2 separate regions of the Astyanax mexicanus genome follow, and region 1 is linked to region 2. Evidence: chromatin contacts called from public Hi-C data. All regions are on one chromosome and are shown on one strand. The core of a region is the stretch at or near the end of the contact, and the rest is flanking DNA. Distances in the headings are between cores, read along the strand shown.

Region 1 (3,553 bases), core at 939-3,438, 160 kb before region 2:
AATAAAATAGTGAGACATACAGGGAAGTCAAGCCTCTGGAATGCAGACAACTTGGGTTTGAGGTCATTCTCAACTCAAACATCAGAGATAAATTAAATGCAGTACTATAGTTTATAAGCTGATCTGATGAAAAACACCCTTGACTTCTTTTGAAAATGAGAAATTAGCTCATATATGCTCATTAAAAAGTGACTAAAGCTAAAGTGAAATATGCAAAATTACATTTCTAAAGATCTTAGACTAACTACAAACAAAATAGTTTACACATGGGTGAAAATTGCTTACAGTTTTGTGCCTTTTGATAGTGTTGTAGTCAAGACTGCTACAGATGAGTCAAGACTTTTAATAACCCGGTGAAGAAAAAAAATTGAAAAATGTCAAATTGATTTTACATTTCGTTATTACGATTAGTTACGATATTATATATTTTCTAACATATAGCATTAATCAATATATAGAACAAAAGTTCAGTTTCTAATTCACTTTACTTTAGACGGAAGCATTGGACTCGAGACCAGACCAAGACTGCTCGTTTATGGTCTTAATACTGGTCTCGATTGCAAGACAGGATTCAATAACTACAACACTACATTCCAGATATACTTATGTATTATTGGAGACCATTGAAGTAGAACTATTTAATTAGCATTCTGATCTCCAAAAGAAAAAACATACTTTTTATGTCTTACATTGTCATAAGAATGTTCAAAATTCTCCTAAAAAAACTGTATTCTCTTCTTCTTGCCAGTTATTTTATTTTATTTTTTTCATTCTTTGCATTTATCAGAACATCTAACCAAAGCCATTTCAGTGTAAGTATGAAAATTCACAGAAAAACAGAGCAGGTAAGATTCACTATAAAATTAAAATGGTTATTTTACACAGAGACAAGGTTTCCCCTCATAGACAAGAACATTTTAACTGGACAAAGAATCATTTAAACATTAAAATGATTGTTTGATTTTCCATAGTTTCCAATTACAACATTGTTCTTGCTTTCTGTGATCACTGCTATTATTGAACAGGTACTGGGTGTAACCAATATGAATTAATAAATATCTGCTGTACATTTTTCGGACCTAGAAATAGCTTTAGTAGCTACAATAAAGAATATTGTAAAAGAAATTACTGCTAAATTATATATTATAAATTATAAAATCAGTATCTAATGAAAATGCATTTAGTAGCTATTGTAAATTAATTAGTAACTTATTTATAATTTGTTATTTATGGTACATTATTAAGTAACTACTGTAAATGGATCAGTAGCTGCTATAAATTAAATCATGGTATTTTATTATTCAGTAACTGCATAAATAAACAGTACTTTAGATATATGTATTTTAATTGGCTAAGATTAAGAATGAGCTCTTTTTTATTTTTACAGTGTTTGGCTGCAAGTAGCAGCTTTTAAATTATTTTAATAGTAACAATGGAGCAGAAATGAAAAAAAAAAAAAAAACAGAAAACAGAACAATATAAAGAGTGACTTTAATTTAAGAAAATATTTAAAGTAATAGCCTACATACATAAAGTGCATTAAAGCTTTTAATTTCAAACTATAATTTTCCATGAATATGTACGTTGCAAACTATCACAATACAGGTGATTTTTTTGTTCATAAGTTATTTATAAGTGTATACAGTATTTATTTGTTTTTTTATTAGTTTAGGTTTGGGTGTGTCCAACTTTATTTAAAAAGTGCACTGGTTGCAATAGTTAAAACACATGTTATACACCCCCAGTCCACACGGTGGCAGTGTTGTATCTCAGTATTTGCTGTAGGTGCGGTTTTAACATCTCTAAATCATGTATTTCTGACCATTGCTCTGTAAACAGAGCAGCTGAAAAACCTTCACCCTGTATCTTATTGATTTGTCCCGCTGTGCCCTTTCGGGTTCATTCAGATGTTACAGCAGTGAGACCCGGTTTGTGGCCTTTTTCCGTTTGATCCTATTTCACTGCATGAGCCAAGCTGGTGCCACTGACCTCAAATCAGAGCAGATTAATGAAAGTGTCAAATCCATTTTGGTCATGTGGTGTAAAGCTGGAGTCTAATTCCAGACCACAGAGAACATTTTACAGTTGCTTTATGCTTCTAATGCCCATATATAAAGCAGGGGGTGTGTTAAGGTGGCAGTATGGCAGCTAAGACAAATGGCCAACGGCAGCAGCGGCTGTGGGAAATGAGCCCCCCTACTGCAAACCAATCAGAGGAGTGTGCTGAATCACAAGTAGAAGGTTATTTCAAGCCCATTATCAGACATGTGTCGGGGTTTTTGGCTTTATAGAGACACAAGAAGCTTATCGACTCAAACAGACAGATGGACAAACTGCATATCCACCCACACATTCCCCCAAATGCCTCTTAAAACAGAGAAGTATGTTGAGATCTTACAGCAACATATGCTGAGTTCAAAGAAGAACGTCCATACAGTACATATTTCAACAGACAATGCAAAACCACATGCCACAATGTAAAGTCTGCAATAGATAAATGGTAAATCCATTACACCAGATAATGTGAAACAAACCACAGAATGCTACTGGTTGCTATCATACACAGTACACAATACACAATACACAATTTAGGCCTGTACCTGTTACGTTAAAGGTCTAGGCCACCCAAAAATCTTGCCCAAAAAATAATTTACTTCATATTCCAGAATTTTTTTTTTATTCTGGGGGCACTGAGTTGCCCAGTGGTCTAAAGCGCTGCCACTAACGCTAGTTCGAATCTTAGTCATGCAGCTTGCCATCAGCTGTCGGAGCCCTGAGAGAGCACTATTGTCCTTGCTCTTTCTGGGTGGATAGATGGCACTCTTTCCCCTTATCACTCAGAGAGTGATGTCAATCAGCACCAGGAATCTGTGAGCCAATGTATCGGAACCGAGTCGCTCATGCGTCACCGAGTCGGTGATGCTGCATCAGCAGCAGTTTGGAAAGAGGCGGTGGCTGACTTCACATGTATCGGAAGAGGCATGTGCTAGTGTTCACCCTCCTGGTGTTGTGGCATCGTCTGTGAAGGGGGATGGATACTGTAAATGTATTGTAATGTTTAACATTATAGGTAAGAAGGATATATATATATATATATATATATATATATATATATATATATATATATATATATAAATATTTTGACCCCCCTAAACTATAGTTTTTACCCCTTTTAGGAAGGTTCACCGCCACCCTACGTGAATTATCATATTAGAAGTGTACTGTCAGGCTCAAAACCTTCCCCAGCCTCCCCCAGCCTAAACTATTGATACAGGCAGGTTTAGTCCATCAAATCCTGACCCTAGCATCTTTAAGCTTCATAAGAAATCAAGATTTAGATCAAGATCTATCAGACCAGGCTACGCTTTTCTACTATTCAGCTGTTCAGTGCTGGTATGCCTGTGCCAACTGCAGCCTAAGCTTTCCGTTCTTAGCTGAAAGAAGTGAAAACTGACATGGTAATTCCTAGAAGAATCACTGATAGCACATTTGTCCTCATTTTAATGGTTTTTGTGATGAATATCCAAATCATTCATAACCAGTGTTGGGAAGT
Region 2 (3,709 bases), core at 1,000-3,499:
ACCAAAAGTATTTACTCTAAGGAATATTCCTCTAAATTAGTCAGGGAGCTCTTGCCCACACAATAAAAAAACATACCAACAACAAAAACGTGAAGAATGTAGGCGCTAATGGTTATAACAAATAAAAACACCCTAATCGTTTAGAAATACACTGCAATCTTCATTCTTTACAATGTGTTATGCTTAATCTCTTGAGTGGAGATGCACTGTACTTACTCGTCCTGCCACAAGAGGGACAGAAGCTTCCGCCTTGCTTCTCTCAGCCTCATCATATGATGGCAGTGATGTGGCTACATTGTAAGAGGGAGGCTTGGGGAACGCGGCATCATCTTTGTAATCAAAAAATGCTGAAGGCAGAGGAAAAAAGGCTGAATTAATACCCCTTATTGTATCATACGTCATCAGAAACCTCTTGCTGACGCTAATGTTTGGGCAGAATTAAATTCAAGCCTTTTCTTGTTAGAATAAATCACTACTCCGTATGTTTTCACTATACGGATACCGTTTGCTTGCTTGAATTACACACCTTTCCATGTAAAAATTCACTAAAATCTATGAATATTAAAAGACTCATACCTGCATTTTCAGGTGCGATGCTGCTGTAAGGGGGCGGAGCATCACTTGCCACCTGTTGTGCCTCCTCTGGTTCCTCTTCATTGGGCAACTTGGGAGAGATAAACAATTTGTTGACATGTTTAGATCTTCTTTTTTTTTTAATATTGTGATATTATTTTAGGGTCGTTTCGTCCATTTTAAAGGCTAATTGGAATTACATTATGGTAAGGCTGGCTGATATTGTACAATATATTGATATCTGATATTGTATCTCGGTATTCTTCAAATATATGAATGATTACACTTTTTAGTTCTTACATGTTATTTTTTATTTGTAAACAGACATCACCATTAAGTGATTTTGTGATGCTATTGTTTCCTTTACATTCAATAAAAAGAAATTACAAATAGTATGCAGATGCCTTCAACCCGACATGCTGCTTTTTTCTTATTAAACACAAGACAATCATAACTTCCTTAATATTTAGTTAAGGGAAAGAGTAAAATATGAAAAAATACTGTCACTTAAAAAAAATGCTCCATCAGAATCAATACGATTAAACAGTTATTCGTTTAATCAGATTGATCTGTTTAAAGTCCCAGCCTTACATTAAGGATTAAGGATATGTGGAGCTGATATTATGACAAGTCAGGATGACTTCACAGATCTGTTTATTAATATAATGATTAGTAGTAATGTTTTTTACAGCTGACAACCGACATGACAAACTCTACTCTATTAGTTAGTAAAAACAACACAACAGTACTAAGTTAGGACCTGTAGTTTTAGCTGGTGTCATTTTAAGATATGAACATCTTGCCATAAGAATTCATAACCTAGATTATACCCAATATCTAAAACTCGCAGCAAATTAACATTTAACTAATAATACACCGCGCTGTGTAGAGGACGTGGGTTAGCCACCTCTAGCGATGTGTTTCTGAATGGAATGATAGCTGAGCATCTCTGTCAGGTAAATAAACCAGTTTAAAATCAGAATAACAACCAAAAATAACCTGTAAGAAAACTGTAATGAAGTAAATGCGTTCCGTTTCACAGCAGAAAGTTTAACTAAGCTACTTCATAGTGTATTAAACTGGCTGATCTAATGGGACTAACGGAAGCTATCTAGCCGTTAGCTCATTAGCTTGCTAACCTGGTAAGCTAGCTTAGCTAACAACATAAACACACCGGAAACTCCTCGCTATGGCTCTGGCCCGTAAGAACAGTCTTATTACGGTTACTGTTAAGTTAACTTACTTAATTCACTGCCGTTTGTCTGAGAAAACAACGAGGGATAGATAAACTGTTTTAGCTGTATCAGCGAACTAAAACAGACAGCCGTTCTATCTTTCCCCATGTGTCTTTAAATGGACACATAGCCTGACCCAAAACAAACAGGCCTTCGATCTGAGCCACAATCCCCGGTGTTTCCTAAAGTTGCTCCACGCCGCTAGTGACTCCCGAGTCGGTGTCTCATCCAGCGGCTGGCTCTTCACAGTTCGCCACTCACCTGCTGATATCGGCCGCTGGATTCCGCCATGCTCGGAAAGCTCGACACGACGCGGAGAAAAATATTCACAACACAAACAATTCAGCCCGCAGATCAGGCTACCAAATTATATAACTTTACTGTGCTCTTATCCGCGTCCGCCCCTCCACGGTCACCTACTTCCCGTAATACAGCAGCGCCACCACACGGCCACCCGGCCGGAAAAACACAGCCAAAGGACTTGATTCGAATCTTTTCTTTAAAAAAATATTCTAACTACTTAAAAAAAAGATTCGCATGTTTTTAGAAACTGGTTCAAAGTCATTTTAAAATATTTAAATATTTTCCGAAACTGATATGAACAATCCTTTTTTTTGTTTTTGCCTTTTTAAAGATTTAAATATTTTTCAAAACTGATCCAAACTCATTTTTTAAGATTCAAATCTAAAAAAAAAACTACTTTTAAATATATATAAATAATTCAAAAATTCATTCAAACTGCTTCTTCAAAAGATTTAAATATTTTTCGAAATGAACTCATTTTTAAAGTTTCAAAACTTTAAACTCAAATTACTTTACTTTTTAAAATATTTAACCATATTTAAAAAGATTAAAATATAAAAAAACTGATTCAAACCACTGCTGCAAAAGATTTAAATATTCTCATAAACTGATATGAACTAAAGTTTCAAATCTTCTTCAAAACTGATTTGATACACCTTAAAAAATATTCAAATTTTTTTTTCAAACTAATTATTTTATTTGTAGATTCAAAAAATTGTATAAGCTTTTAAAATACTGTAAAGATAAAATAGACATACAACAGCATTACTGCTAGTTTTGTCCCAAGCTGAGAGAACATGAATGAAACCAAAGAAAACAACCAAACAAATAAAAACTAGTCAACTATTGTGAGCTAAAGCACACAAAAAAAACAGGTGTTGGAATCTAACTTCTGACCTGGTGCATCTAGACAATAGATTGGGCAATGTTCTGAGGATTTGTGATACAATGGTACAGTGTGTTACCATAGTGCATATTTAGAAGTATTTTGATAGACTAAAACCATCATATCTGTTTAATTAAAGATTATGGTCTATATAAAGACAGTGAGTTCACTTGTCTCCACTTTATTTGGGTAAGCCTGTGATTTCTATATTGTAAGAGGTTTGAAGCGTCACAAAACTGAATTCCAATTATGTTTTCTCATTTTAAAAAAGGTAAGAAACATTTTGCCGGTACATGTCTGGAGTTCTGTGTGGAATTATATCAAGTTTTACTTTTTTCCTCAGCAAGAAATAAACTTGAATACATCTTTATCTAAATGGATGTAGAGATAAGTAATATGTTCCTAAAGATAAACATTTAGATATGTTTCTGATATGTTTCTCATCCCTAAAAATAGTTATAAAATTGAACTTCAGTAGGATCATTGTGTACCAAAAACTGAATACAGTTTTATGACAAATGGAAACATGTCACTTTACACCGTATGTAACTTTAGAAGCGTGTGTTTCACAAAAATAAGAAAATCCCAAATTCTAGACAACAGAATAGTACAAATGCTGCACTTTCCTATTATGCCTCCTGTACATTTTGTGAACGTATTTGCAAACATCCATGTATCTCTTATTTGAAAGCTTAAACAAATAGACAGAATA

The links. A called contact is a pair of places that touch in the nucleus more often than the background predicts.
Region 1: a contact with region 2 is called in a Hi-C map of muscle, with 12 times the contacts expected there. The contact joins the enhancer-like site here to the promoter of ndfip1l in region 2. A contact is called at or near these places in 2 of 3 Hi-C or Micro-C datasets (both in muscle).

What each region holds. Positions count from the first base shown.
Region 1 is chr17:20,681,431-20,684,983 of AstMex3_surface, reverse strand. No RefSeq gene overlaps it. Among protein-coding and RNA genes, the nearest start is that of fgf1b, 8.9 kb to the left of the region's middle. Within about 2 kb of position 2,188, the one cell type or tissue checked has an H3K27ac peak away from gene starts, as active enhancers do.
Region 2 is chr17:20,523,642-20,527,350 of AstMex3_surface, reverse strand. ndfip1l (Nedd4 family interacting protein 1, like) reads right to left here and starts at 2,249. Exons shown (of 9, transcript XM_007247020.4): 1 at 2,070-2,249; 2 at 577-664; 3 at 217-347. The coding sequence starts at 2,099.